Linked DNA regions of Mus musculus: regions 2 and 3 are each linked to region 1. The links are chromatin contacts, called in public HiChIP or PLAC-seq maps. All regions are on one chromosome and are shown on one strand. Each heading gives the region's core, a stretch centred on a gene start, on an enhancer-like site or on the middle of the called end of the contact. The rest is flanking DNA. Distances are from core to core; before and after follow the strand shown. Region 1 holds the start of Dennd5b (DENN/MADD domain containing 5B). Region 2 overlaps Bicd1 (BICD cargo adaptor 1). Region 3 overlaps Ipo8 (importin 8).

Region 1 (4,836 bases), core at 1,431-3,930:
CATATACTTACATATGAACAAATAAAAACAAAAATTTAATTGTATTGGTTGGCAGACAAGATAGCACAGTGCACAGGAGCACTTGTTGTCAAACTTGAAGACCCAAGTTCAATTCCCAGAAACCACATAGTATATATAGAACAGACTCTTGAAAATGTTTTTTTTAAATATTATTGAGTTGTATGAGTTCTTTAATAACAGTCTTGTAAGGTTATGTGTGTGTGTTTGTGTTTATAAGTACGTATATGAAACATTTTAACATCTCTCCAGCTGAGAATACTTAATAGTAGTAGACATACATAAGATAGAAAAGAATTTAAACAAAAATTTAAATCAGCTGCTATACTACCAAACTTTTTTTGGCATGAACTGACCCCTTTTCTAAAACTATAAGGGGTTTGGCAACATAGTTCATCAGGGGAAGACACCTGCTGCCACGTCTGACAAGTTGAGTTCATTTCCTAGGACCTAGGATGATGGAAGGAGGGAACTGGGTCCTACAAATTGTCCTCTGACCTCCACAAGCATGCCTACACACATACACACCTCACAAAACAAATAAAATGTAATAAAACATAAAAAGCTAAATAATAAGGGATACGGTTTTCCAAGTAGCCTTTGTTATGATAAGATTTTCCTAGAAAGCCAAAATCTTGGCATAAGAAAATATCACTCCAGATTTTCTTGTAGAAATTGGAATTGTGACAGCTTGGCATGTTTTATGCTAATTAGAGGTTAAAGCTGAGATTACTGACTCCACTGAAGGTTTTCCATTCAGGCAGCAATTGTGTTAGGGACCCCCAACAGAATGGAAGGCAGTATTCTAACATAGCCCTGGCTGTTCTGGAACTCATTTTGTGGACCAGCCTGGTCTCCAAATCATGGAGAGTTACCTGCCTTTGTCTTCTGAGTGTTGGGATTAAAGGTGTTGACCCCCCCCACCAACACACACACACACACACACACACACACACACACACACACACACACACACACACACGTGCGCACGCGCCTGGCCCTTAAGGGAGAAATTTTCTTTAGTGATGTAATTACTAACAAAGTGCCCATTCTCCTATAATAAAAGCTCACCTATTCTCCATAATCAACTCTAATGAAACCCATAGATCAGAAAATTGCCTTAGCAGATAAAGACTCCCCACCAAGACTGACTATCGGGGTTTTGATCTCCAGGACCTACATCATGGAAGGAGAAAACTGACTTCTGAAACTCATTCCCTGACCTGTACATAAGCACAGAACCCCCCCCCCCACACACACACACATACATACACACACACATACACACACACACAATGTCATTTTAAAAAGTCTTTAAAATTAAAATAAGTTTGGTGAACTTATTTGATCACCAAAAAGGTTAAAGAAATGAAAGCAGAAGGAGTTGGTGTGAAAAGGAAGGAGATCAGAGGGAATGGGGTGGGACAGGGGGTACAAGAAGGTTATAAAAAGATATGATCAAAATATGTACATGAAGCTGGGTTGTGGTGGCACATGCCTTTAATCCCAGCACTGAGAAGGCAGAGGCAGGAGGATCTCTGTGTGTTTGAGGCCAGCCTGGTCTACAAATAGAGTTCTAGGACAGCGAGAGCTGTCACACAAAGAAACCCTGTCTCAAAAAACAAAACAAGAAAGTACATGTATGGAAATGTCATGATTAAATACAGTATTCTATATATGTTAATAAAACAAAACTAAATCATTACTGTTTACAATTTTATAAATCAGTTACTGCTCAAATGAACAGAAAGCATGTTTCTTGATTAGCACAAACAATAAATCAGTTTTCTGCTATATTTGACTAGCTTAGAATCTAACATCCTGCAAGAAGCCACCAACAAAAATAGAAATACTCAGTAAAATATTTTTATGTGTACTCTGTATAATAGAAGCAATAATTGCATAACATTAAATGTCCATATACATTACAGATTTCAAAGTTGGTTATTTTCCCAGTAGCACCATCCTGATACTACCTAGATTATCATCATTCTTTCCTTCACTAAAATATAAATGGCAGGTCAAGTGGGACCCAAGGTTCTATAGATACTGGAAAGAATGAACCAGGAAGCATAAATACTCCCCATCCCAAGTACAATCCAGCTAAAATGGTAAGAGAAGTCATTTCAAGGGTTCCGGAAGATTATTGGAAGGTACGATAGAAGCTAAGAGTCAATTACCCAGGTTGTTATTTACCCTCCTCATTTTTGTGTGTGTTGAGATGGAGTCTCACTAGGTAGAGAGGCTCATCTCCAACTCCGGATCCTCCTGCCTCAGTCACAGGAGTGCTGGAATTATAGATGTGAGTCACCACGTCCTGCCGGGGACTAGGATCTTAAAATGGTTTAAGCATCTGCATGACAGTTTAAAAATACGGTACAGACGTTGTGGGAAATGACCTCAGCGTGCTGTCTCCCTTTTCCAAAGCTACGTTATTGTTTAGGTTGGGTTGGGCGACATCCTCTCTGGAAGATACGATCCTGCTCTGCGGCTCGTGCTCAACCGACTGTTGGGGGCTGCACCGTGCAAGAGAGGTTTCCTCAATATTACCGCGGGTGGGCACGCACCCAGACGCGCCCCCGATCCTCCGAGCTCACTGGTGCGCGCCCCGAACCGCGCGCCACCGAGCTCTGCGGGCGCTCCCGTCGCGCAGCGCGGTTCAGTTGACCCGCGGGCGCCAGACGCTGCGCTCCAGCGGGCGCAGCCGCGGCGGCGCGGGCCTCCCTAGCTGACACTCCCCCTGCGCGCCCCTCCCCCGCCGCGGCGGAATCCCGCCCGCCCTCCGGTCCGCGCGCGAGCCCGAGGCCGCTTCCTCGGTACCAGCGTCTAGAAGGATCCCGGCCGCGGCGATTGCGCGGCCATGGGCGCGCCGGGCTCGTCCTAGGGTCGCGGCGGAGACCGCAGTCGGAGCGCCGCGGTGGCCTCCTCCGCGAGGGAAGCCTGCGACGCTTCTCAGCGAGGCTTCTCATCGGTTCACGCCGGAGAGCCTCCTCCGCGAACCCCAGCGACGGTCGCACCGGCAGCGCGGCGGGATGAGCGGTAGCAGCGCGGCGCCGGGCCCGGGCTCGGGGTCCTCCCCGGCCGCCTGTCGCTTCGCGCACTACTTCGTGCTGTGCGGGATCGATGCGGACAGCGGGCTGGAGCCCGACGAGCTGGCGGGTAAGGCCGGGCTGGCTTTGGAGGCGCTAGGGAGGCGAGGTGCGGGCTCCAGACAAAAAGTCGGCGGCTATAGCCGCGCTCCGGCTAGATGGGCACTCGTGGGCGACATAATGACATTGTTGTTAATTCCGCGCTCTGGCTAAGCCCCTGGGTGTTGGGTCCTTGTAACCGGCGCGGGTCCCCAGAGGGCCCGACCCTCCGCTGCTCGCGGGTGGCTCATGGTGCGCGGGACCGGGCTGTGCAGTGGTTCGTGAAGTTTGGCCCTGGCGGCGGATGCGGTGGTCGGCAGCTCCATGAAGGAGTCGGGACCGCGGGGCTACGGTGAGGTCCGCTCGGGCAGGAGGCCCAGCGGGATCGACCCCGACCGCTCTGGGTCGGCGCCACCCCTCCCCCTGGTTCTGCGATGACGAGCGAGTCACCCTTTGGAATCCTGTGGATTTGGCAGTGCCAGTGCCGCGAGCTAGCGAGGACCTTTGGACGCTTGGGTTGCGGCCTGATGCTTTGTTGATACCCCTGCCTGGTTCCTGAGTTGATGTAGTTGGACAATCCTCCCCAAGAGGGGCGCGCCGTGAATCACTGCCGAGGTGTCACTGGAGGAGCATGGCCCCCATTTGACGGGTTTGGTGACGCAGTGCGGGACTGAGCTGGGGAACGTACCCTGGGAACCCGGGCAGTTGAAGGATGGTAGGGACCGGGGAATGCGAAATGTAGAAAGCAGGCCGGGGAGAAATGACTGACTGAATTTTTCATTCCGCTTTCCTCCTTGGAATCTGAATTGTGATTTTTTTTTTTTTTTTTTTTTTTGGTAAGGGTGAGACACATAACGCCTACCACCAGAACTTTATTTGTGTCAGTGCTAAACACTTAGGTCATAGCCTTTCACAGCAGCTTTTTTGGAATATACCATCCCAGGTTGATTGCACTAGTATAGATTTTTTTCTCTCTTCCTTTGAGGAAAGGGCTGGGAAGAATGTATTAAATAATAAATGATAGTAAACAAAACGGGTCAGCCTTTACTAATACAGTCTCACGTCTTAATTGAGCATATTATTAAGTCAGCTTCACAGTAAAATGTTAACAAAAACTAAGTATAGTTTTAGAGGAATAATGAAATACCAAGTTTTCCCTGTATGTATAATTATATAATCCTACTGTTTCTTCAGCTAAGATTTCATGTACATGTTAAGAATAGTATAGTTAAGGGACATGAAGTTGCAGGGGGGGGGGGTGTCTGCAATAGTGATTTTGGAGAAAGAGTTTTTTTGGGCTAGTAAAAAATATATTTTTCTAGGACTCCTCTAAACAACTAGGATTTCTTGGGCCTTCTATGACAGGTGAATGATGAAATAAAAAAGCCTGTATTTGCCCTTTCCATTCACCTCAGTCTTCATAAAGCAGTATCTCCTATTGTTCTTTTGATTGTTCTTATTGTATTACTACTTAGAAGAGAAAGATTCTTGGGCCAGCGGAATACTCGGCTCAGTGAAAACATGCACTACTCTTGCTGAAGGAGGACCCAAGTTTGATTCTTAGCACCCAGATTAGGAGGCTTATAAGCACTTCTAGTTCTAGTTCTAAAGGAGCTGACACACTTGGCCTCTGAGGGCATTTTCTCTAATACACACACACACACACACACACACACACACACTTAAACAG
Region 2 (4,836 bases), core at 973-3,472, 350 kb before region 1:
TAAAATTAACACACTGGGAAATAAGGAAGCAAAAATTTATATTCTTGCCAGGTGGTGGTGGTGCACGCCTTTAATCCCAGCACTCGGGAGGCAAAGGCAGGCAGAGTTCTTAGTTCAAGGCCAGCCTGGTCTACAGAGTGAGTTCCAGGACAGCCAGGGCTGCGCAGAGAAACCCTGTCTCGAAAAAACCAAAAAAAAAGAAAAAAAAAAGAAAAAAAATATATTCTTTAAATATTCAACCTATCACATTATCAGACTTTAAGTACTGGGTAGGAAGAAAAACAATTTACTTCAAAATGTATACTATCTATTTTAAGAGGGAATCACTAATTTTCTGTCAGTTTTAACTTTAGTTAATACTGAATCATAAATATATCAATAACACAAAGCTTTTACTTTGTAATGTGAAATTCATCTAGAAATTGATTTCGCAATGTATTTAAAATATGAATAAGATCTTGGAATTGTTTCTGGCAAAAGCAGCATCCAGGCTTGGTACAAAACACAAAGACATGCAGATGTCTTCTTGGTTCCCTGCAGGCTTCACAGCAGACCAGGCGAAAAAGATTCACAGAAAAGACAAGAATGAAACTTAGTCCAATTTTGTTGTAATCAGCACTTCTAGAGACTGGCTCAGATCATTTTCCTTTAGCCATATTTAAGCACAGCACAATTTTGAAAAAGGGGTTTTCTGATAATAATGAACTCAATCCCACGTACACAATTTAAAACATGTTTACATTGAGATTCTGTACAAAGTGTATCTGGCTTCTTTCACAAAATGGGTACTATTTACTCAAAGATAATGCCCAAGATTTAGGCTCTAGGGAGCTTAACTGTGATAAATGTAATGCCTGTGAGTGTTAAGATTGCCCAGGACCTAAGATAACATAAAAGTCATTTAGGCTGTTGTAAAGTACAAGTGATATCACTCAGAAGGATGGTTTTATGGCCTAGAAGCAATGCTCAGGACTTAAGGATGGTTTTATGGCCTAGAAGCAATGCTCAGGACTTAGGTGGAAAGGATCTAGGATAAGTAAAAACACATTCTGGGAAATACAGGCAGAGTCTATCTCATCAGACAACAAAGGATCACTGGGTTGTAAAACTATATCATTCCTAGATATTCCAAGAAGAGCAGCTACACACCTCATTTCATTGAAGAGATAAGCTGTGTGTTTAATCAATATCTGTGTGCACAAGGCCTTTTTAACCCTCTACAGAAAACTTTACACAGAAAACTGCTAAGCAAAGTGTCTTCTTTGTGGGGAATGAGCCCTTTAAAAAAGGTATATCCTTTCAGATTTATTTATGTTTCGGTGACCTTTACAAAACTATGAAAACACAATGTTCTTTTTAGTTAATATTGTATATTTTCCATATGTTTCCTACTTTACACGGAGAAAAAAAAAAGTCAGGTGTGGTGGTGTAGGCCTTTAATCTCAGCACTCAGGAGGCAGAAGCAGATGGATCTTTGTGAGTTCATAATCAGCCTGGTTTATATATCGAGTCCCATATCAACAAGGGCTACATAATGATACGCTGTCTAAGAGAAAGGTGGAAAGGGAAAAGAAAATAAAAGGAGCTCCCCTCTGTTAAAAGAGGTAGTGAGGGGAGAGATAGCTAATGCTAGAGAAATTTAAAAGGGCATACTGAATCCTATTATTAAAGAACTTAATTTGAGTTACCTTACAAAGAGTATAATGCTCGGAGCTTATGTTGCAAAATAAAGCCCAGTGGCAGATGTAGGCTATTTTCCCTCAAGTAGTTGATACCAAAGACCCCAAAATAATACAGGCTATTTCTTTTCCCAACAGAACTTTGAGGCCCTATTGGTGAAGGCACCACATCAAGTTGTTATTGACCTCAAAGCTTCCTTCTGCCGGCTAGCTTTTATAGTACCAGAAAGTGCTCTGCATGCTACTAGTTGAAAAAAGTTATCAATATTCTTGCCCAGGTATGAACTGTGTGAGACAGAATAACAACCAGAGTGGAAAAATTAGGGGGAGGACTGGTTGAGAAATGTGATAAAAAAATACATTGTATACAAGTTTGATATTTTCAAAAAAATAAAAATATTTTTTAAAACTGGCTGGGCAGTGTTGTGTATAGCCCTGGGGCTAATTATATTTGATGTTAATTCCCTTCTCCTGTGAGGGGTTGTGAACAAGGAATGAGTCAGCACTTAGGTAATTCCCTGTAAACCTGCTTCCCACCTTAATTTGTAAAATAAAGGAGAGCTGATGATTGGGCAGATAAAAGGAAAAGTGGAACAGATGGTGGGAGAGAGAAGAAGGAGAAAATGGAAAAGGGAGAGGATGCAGAGGAGGAAGATGAAGAAAAGCAGAGCAGAAACACATGGCTTGGAGAAACTGCAAGTTCTAAGGGGTCTCATAAGCGTGGAAGATGGTAGTATAGCAGTAGATCTGCCCAATCTAGGCGCACAGTATGTAATCAAATTAACTGTGTTGTGTTTTCATTGCCTGGGCATATTTGGGAGGAGATATACTGCAACAGGGCAGTGGTGGTGCATGCTTTTAATCCCAGCACTTGGGAGGCAGAGGCAGGCGGATTTCTGAGTTCGAGGACAGTCTGGTCTACAGAGTGAGTTCCAGGACAGCCAGGGCTACACAGAGGAACCCTGTCTTGAAACAAACAAACAAACAAACAAACAAACAAAAACAAAACTAATAAATTTTGAGAGTTAGAGGTAAGTTAGAAAAAATAAAATATGATATATGAAAATATGTAATGGGGGTCAAATGTAATAAGCTCTCAGATCTTAATAGGCCTACGCAGGCCAACTCTATGATGGAAATACGATTCAGGCCATAAAACTTTAAGCATTTTCCTTAAAACTGTAGCTTAGCCCTAGTAACAATCATGGTCATGTCTGTTTAGCTGACACAGGGTTAGCAAGAACTGAAGTCCAATAGAAGAAACTCTGACCAGGGCTTTTTTTTTTTTTTCTGTTCTTGTACATTCATGCCCTCTCACCGTAATGTTGTGCTGTGTCTCTCTCATCACTGCCACATGCAATTTGACCTCTGTATACTATGAATGGGTGAATTCAGTGGGTTCTGAAGGGACTACTATCCTCAACTATCCTTCCATCTAATTAAAGCAATGATCAAAGTTCGTAAAATTACAGCTACCCCAAGAAAAGTACAGTTTATTTGAAGAGATGTAACTGTGCTTTTTTTTACTGGTAGAAATAACTTCTCATTTCTCCTTTATGGTTATAAAACAAAACAGTCTATAATCACAAAATCATATGAATATAAAATAATCCAGCTTGAGATAAAAAGACTTGCTAGCTAATTTTCAGTTAAAACACATTCTAAACATGTATATAGTGTTATCTTTAACAACTTCAAATACTTTCATTTGATTTGTTTTTATGCTGTTTCCAAATATTTCATCATTATAAATCTTTTCTTTTTTTAAAGATTTATTTACTTATTATATATAAGTACACTGTAGCTGTCCTCAGACACACCAGAAGAGGGCATCAGATCCCATTACAGATGGTTGTGAGCCACCATGTGGTTGCTGGGAATTGAATTCAGGAGCTCTGGAAGAACAGACAGTGCTCTTAACCGCTGAGCCATCTCTCCAGCCCTATAAATCTTTTCAATAACTATTGTTCTATGCAAATATCTATAATCAGTTAATGTATTGCTTCCTTTTAAAAAAATTCACCTCTTCTGTGTCTCCTTAATCAGTTCCATGACACCAAACAGAAATACAGTATTTCAAATGGTCATCTTAGAGAAGGGATATAGCTTAATGACAGAAAGTTTGTCCAATTTCATGTAATAAATGCAGTAAAGTAAAAGGTTAGAAAAATGTATTTTATTATATTAATAACATATAGAAATAAAACTCTTCAGTCCTATTGACATAAAAATACAAAATGCTTAATATGTTATATATAACATGTTTTGTATATATTAGTATACATTATATATCAAGCACTTTGTATATACATTAAGCATTATATATATAATAATATATAGTAATATATATGTTCTACATTTTAAAAACGCATAAAACTCATTAAAAAAAAAAGACCCAACATGGTGGTGCATGCCATTAATCTGACAGAGCAGGTAAACAGATATATGTGAGTTCAAGGCCAGCCTGATCTACATAGTGAGTTCTAGACCAGCTGGAAATACATAGAAAACAGGAAAGAAGGAAAGAGAAAGAAAGAAAGAGAGAGAGAGAGAGAGAGAGAGAGAGAGAAAGAAAGAAAAGGAAAAACGGGATTTGATAAGTGAAAGTAAATTCTACATTTTTGAATCAGATTTTATTTCATTTAGACTTTCAATAACATGATTTATAATTTCACATATCAAAAACAAAAATCTGGGGACTAGAGAGATGACTCAAAGGTTAAGAGCATCTCTTGAAAAGAACCTGTGTTTGATTCCCAGCACCCATATGGTGGCTCATAAGTGTCTATAACTCCAGTCCCAAGATATCCAATTCCCTCTCTGACTTCAGCAGGCACCGGGAATACATGTGGTGCACATATATATATGCAGGCAAAACACTCATAAAATAATAATTAAAAAATTTTAAAACAAAATTTTGAAAATAACTAGATAATTATATTTAAAACAAGAAAAATAAAATCTTTGCTATTTTAAAATTTTCTATCAGAATCATTGTTAAATATGATACTCTACAATAAATAAATCAGTGGAGCAGAAAAAAAAATCTAGGGAAAGATGTGAATAGATAGACATGGTAAGTCATCAGATTTCAAATGGTAGGATACTTTTATGATATAATTGGTTATTAAATTAGAAGAAAATAAACCATAATTTC
Region 3 (4,836 bases), core at 612-3,111, 280 kb after region 1:
TTCATTTACAAGTACTGCAGAGAAAATCCCTTTTGTACCGTAAGGAAGATACAATATGCAGCTTAATTTTTTTCCTCAATTTTTATAGATCTACGTTGTTGAATGCCCGACTGAACACTAGTTTATTATTTATTTTTTACCATTTGGAACCCTGGGACTGAGGAGGTAGCTTAGTTGGTAGGCTGCTTTCCTAGCATGCATGAGACCTTGGGTTCAGTTCCTAGCACTGCATGCAATGGTGTAGTGTAGTAGGGTGCAGTGGTACATGTGTGAATCCCAATACTTGGGACATAGAAGCAGGTGCATCAGAAGTTTAAGGTCATCTCCAGTCTAGGCTACGTAAAAGTTCCTCACAAATGAACAGCTCAGCAGAAATTACAGTTTGGAATTCTAATTTTGGCAGGCTAATTCTCTAATCAAATGATTTCATGAGGACATACTTGGTAGTAACAGTGGTACTTTGTAGAAGGAACATTTTTGCTTCCCCTTTGTTTTCTTTTCAATCCTAGTTACAGATGAGATCTCACTGAGAAGTGATGACTGTACTAAATGCTGTGGGATAGCATCTTGCATATTCCTTTTTCTGTTTCTTTTGTTGCTTTTTCCCCCCACTTATTTCTTTGGTAGTGGTTCTTCAATTTCCTATTTTTCAGAAATTGCCTTGTAAATTCATATTTGTTGTATTTACAGTACAAGAATTAGTGTGTATTTTCACAGGTACAATATACCATACTGTCTCTTTCTTAACTGATGAGAGCTAGGTTTATCCAGTTGACAGATGTGTGTATATGTATACATATACTTTATACACAGAGAGGTACTCTACCAATGAACCACACACCAGCCCTAGGCTTGCCCATTTGGTAGTCACATGTGTATCTGTCTGCCTATATATCTATATTTGTCCGTATATATACATATCTATCATCTATCTATCATCATCTATGTGTTGGCATATCTCTGTATATATTTATGTATGTATCATCTATCTGCATGTGTATACATAATCTATATGTTGTTATCCCTTCTCTCTGTGTGCCTCTGTCTGTCTCTCTGTCTCTGTCTTTCTCTCTCTGTATCTCTCTCTCCCTTTCTTTCTCTCTCTCTGTTTTTCTCTCTCTCTGTTTCTCTCTCTCTCTGTTTCTTTCTCTCTCTGTGTGCTGTAGATCAAACCCAGGACCCTATATATGCTGCTCCTTCTGGATATGAAGACTCAAATATAAAATAAAACAAGTAAGAATTTTTACAGAGTTGAGGTAGATTTGCTGTATACTTTGAATTTTTTGACAATCTTTTAAAGTTTATTTTTTAACTTTTTACTGATTCTTTGTGATTTTCACACCATATATCCTCGTCCCTTCATATCCGCCCTCTGCCCTTGCATCCCCACAAAGAAAATGAAGCAAAAGACAAAACATAAAAAAAAAATCTCTTCATAGAAGCTGTAATGTGTCACAGTGTGTCCCACAGTAGGCCCTTCTGTTTACACATCATTATTTGTAAATGTTTATTGCAATGAGTCATTGGTCTGGCTCAAGGCCTCTGGCTTCTGCTATAGCATCAATCCTGGATCCTCATCAGGACTCCTCCTCTTGTGGCCCTGTGTCATGGAGATCCTGCAGCTTTGGGTTTCCGTTCACATGCTTCTGCAGCTCATAGCTGAGGTAGATGTTGGGGTGGACCAACTCAAGGCCCTGCATCTGGGCCTAAGTGATCACTGAGTTGATCAGCCCACCAGCTCTCCTGCACCCACAGTACTGGTGAGCTCTCCAGCAATGCCTCAGCTAGTTCACCCAGTGCTGCAGCTGGCAAGGGGCAGGGTCAGCTCTCCCACTCTCATGCCTTCGGTGCTTATGACTCACCTCCACCCATGCCATAAAAGCCAGCTCGACTGTGCTCCCCAGTTAAGGTGTGGGGCCCACTCTCCCCAGTACTGCAGCTGGTGAGGGCAGGACCAGATCTCCTGCTCTCATGACCCCAGGGCCAGCTCTACTCACTGCTGCAGATGGTGAGGGTGAGAGGGTATCACCTCCACACCACCTCATGGCAGATGGGTGGCAGGGACAGCTCTTTTGTGCTCATACCCTCGTGTCTAGCTCACCCTCACTCCCTCCACCAGGGTGAGATCTATTGTGCTGTCCAAGTGAGGTGCAGGGCCCACTAAAATACCTTTAGGGTAAGATGGAGGTTTCATTTATTTGAGAGGTTCCCCCATTCTGTTTATTCTCAGTAAATTGTGCCACTGAGAAGGTTTTTTAGCAGGATTACTTTTTCTCACATGGTGGCTACATGTATAGTCTTTTGCTACGTAAGTTTGCAATGTATACAGTGGTGTCCCATGTGATTATATCTCCTTAGATGTAACTGGATGAGCATCTAAGTTATAAAGGTACACTCTGGTGTTCACCCAAATTTGAACTTGCTAATGACACATTTCTCAATGTTATCCATGCTCAGTGGTGCCTGACTGTAGGTGTATAACAAACGTAAAGGGAGTTGGAGAACATTATATCAATATTGTAGTTCTTTGGGGGATGATACTCTTAACTGCTTGAATTTGCGCATTTTCTTTCCCACCTCACAGAGTCCAGTTAACAATGTGTCTCCGAGTCATCATTAGACACGATTTTCCTGGTCACTGGCCTGCAGTGGTCGACAAGATAGACTACTACTTGCAGTCACCAAACAGTGGGAGCTGGCTTGGCAGTTTACTGTGCTTATATCAGCTGGTGAAGACATATGAGTAAGTTCATTTCTACTAGTAAAGAGAGACAGTGTCCTGCAGCCTCAGGCTCGTAGAGCAGTCTGCTGTGGAGCTTGGCAAAATCAGTTCATTGTGGAAAACGCTGAGACAAACAGTGTGTTCACTTGCTGCAGTTGGTCAGTGGCGGTCAGCCTTTCCGGTGTACACTGCTGAGTTCCAAGGCAGCGAGTGGTGGAACTTTCTTTAGCTGTTGCTGTAGATATACCTCAGATACAGAAATCAGACACTTTTCTGATGAGAAAAGGTAGGAAGTATAAAGTTCTTTGGGACATTTCCATGAAAGTTGCTGGTGAGGTACAAGACTTGGATGGCAGTTAATGTTATTTTTGGGGGTTTTAAGATGAGCGCTGCTTTTGTATATGCAGTCCTGTAGTTTTTCTTTGTTTTGAGACAGTATCACTTGGTAGATCAAGCTGGCCTTGAACGCACAGCCATCCTCCTGCCTTAGCCTCCTGAGTGCTGAGATCACAGCCCATGTAGTTTTTGTTCTTTAAGATGATAGTTTAGAAAGTTGTATAGACTTTCTATTTAGAAAATAATTTTAGATTGGCAACCATACAAGTGAACTGAGAACATCCAGGCTTGTAAAGTATATTTACTCTCAGCGAAGGGTGATATGAGAAAAATTTTTCCATGTTATTTACCCTGCAGAATGATGTGTGTGTCTAAGCTAGCAGATCAACTTTCATTTCATAGGATGAATTATGGTTTGATGAGAGTTAACTTAAATACTAAAAGAATTTCCATATAAAATTACTAGTCTTGGATTGACCCACCCTCTCTCCCTCCCTCCCTCCCTCCCTCCCTCCCTTCCTTCCTTCTTTCCTCTCTCTCCCCTTCCCTCTCTCCCCCCTCCCCTCCCTTCCTCCTCCCTTCTCACCCTCCCCCCTCTCCTCCTTCCTTCCTTCCCATTGCTGCATAACAAACCAACCCAGGGCCTTTTCCATGAGCCACATCCCCAGCCCTTGGCATTTTCAGACAGATTTTGCTTCGTAAGTTCAGGCTGGCCTTGAAATCATGATCCTTCTGTCTTAGCTCCTGAGAACTAGGATTACAGTTGTTCATTGTTGGATTCTTAAACTAGTCCCAACGTTTGAACAAAGATTTTGTGGCTGCCTGAAACGAGAATTTATCCTTTCAGAATTTCTTCCAACTTCATTGCAACAGCTTCGTAGGAAATTTAAACCCGTGTTTCATTACTTTCTGTTTTGTATGGTTAACAAGTCTTTTTCACTCAGTGTTTACAGCTCACTGGGAAGGAGAAATCATCACCTTCTTATTCTCTGTCTTTGCTCATGCAGATATAAAAAAGCAGAAGAAAGAGAACCTCTCCTGGCAGCCATGCAGATATTTCTGCCTAGAATTCAACAGCAAATCCTGCAGCTGCTTCCGGATGCCTCCCATTACTCTGTGTTGCTGCAGAAACAGATTCTGAAAATATTCTATGCTCTCGTTCAGGTCGGTGCGACTGCAGAAGACGAACTCGGAAGAACCTTGAGTTTGTGTGTACCCTGTAGAAGCATCAGTCATTATTTAGAATCATATTTTTACCTTAGAATCAGGCTCACAGAAACGTACTGTTAGCCATGATCACTGGGCATCCAAAGTTAAGTTTGGTGTCTGTGTGCTGTCTTTCTTCGTCTAAAGTTCCAAGTTATAAAGAACTCCAGGTGTTGCTTGACCTAAAACTTGAGTTTAGATTCAAGGTGCCCTGTTTGCTGGTTAGTTGTGGTTATAGGAGGAGAAGAAAGAAAATAGAGTCCCTCTTAATGTGAGATCACATTGATGGCCTTTTTTCATCTTCAGCCAAATTTAAGCCAACACAGATTTAGTGGCTCTTGTGGAGGAGGGTCCTTGTAGGCTTTATAGCAGGCAGGGAAAAACGATCAGGGGGCAGTAAGAGTGAAACCCAGGTTAGTCTGATTTTGGTGACCAGTGCTGGGCTAAGAATTTTTGGAGTCTTACCCAGATCATTTTACTTTAGCCATATGTAAGTACAGCACAATTTTGGAAAGAGTATTTGATAGCAATTAATTCAGGCCCACGAGTATGACAAAGCTTAAAGCATGTTT

The links. HiChIP or PLAC-seq counts read pairs in DNA pulled down with a chosen protein or histone mark.
Region 2: an H3K4me3 HiChIP or PLAC-seq map of embryonic stem cells shows a contact between it and region 1, with 15 read pairs. The contact joins the enhancer-like site here to the promoter of Dennd5b in region 1. A contact is called at or near these places in 1 of 484 Hi-C or Micro-C datasets (bone marrow-derived macrophages), 7 of 115 datasets of contacts at active chromatin or transcription factors (embryonic stem cells, large pre-B cells and stem cell-derived neural progenitor cells) and 1 of 9 other capture datasets (pancreatic islet).
Region 3: a contact with region 1 is called in an HNF4G HiChIP or PLAC-seq map of pancreatic cancer cells. The contact joins the enhancer-like site here to the promoter of Dennd5b in region 1. A contact is called at or near these places in 8 of 484 Hi-C or Micro-C datasets (cardiomyocytes, cerebellar granule neurons, cerebellum and 5 more), 4 of 115 datasets of contacts at active chromatin or transcription factors (embryonic stem cells and pancreatic cancer cells) and 1 of 9 other capture datasets (liver).

What each region holds. Positions count from the first base shown.
Region 1 is chr6:149,099,524-149,104,359 of GRCm38.p6, reverse strand. It overlaps Dennd5b (DENN/MADD domain containing 5B), which reads left to right and starts at 2,680. Exons shown (of 21, transcript NM_177192.3): 1 at 2,680-3,177. The coding sequence starts at 3,051.
Region 2 is chr6:149,453,652-149,458,487 of GRCm38.p6, reverse strand. The region is part of intron 1 of Bicd1 (BICD cargo adaptor 1); the gene reads right to left. Among named protein-coding and RNA genes, the nearest start is that of Bicd1, 47 kb to the right of the region's middle. Within about 2 kb of position 2,222, at least 12 of the 459 cell types and tissues checked have an H3K27ac peak or open chromatin away from gene starts, as enhancers often do. A contact at or near this core is called in embryonic stem cells, where this site is marked.
Region 3 is chr6:148,815,871-148,820,706 of GRCm38.p6, reverse strand. Ipo8 (importin 8) reads left to right here. Exons shown (of 25, transcript NM_001081113.1): 4 at 2,585-2,743; 5 at 4,066-4,222. Among named protein-coding and RNA genes, the nearest start is that of Ipo8, 13 kb to the left of the region's middle. Within about 2 kb of position 1,861, at least 22 of the 459 cell types and tissues checked have an H3K27ac peak or open chromatin away from gene starts, as enhancers often do. A contact at or near this core is called in pancreatic cancer cells, where this site is marked.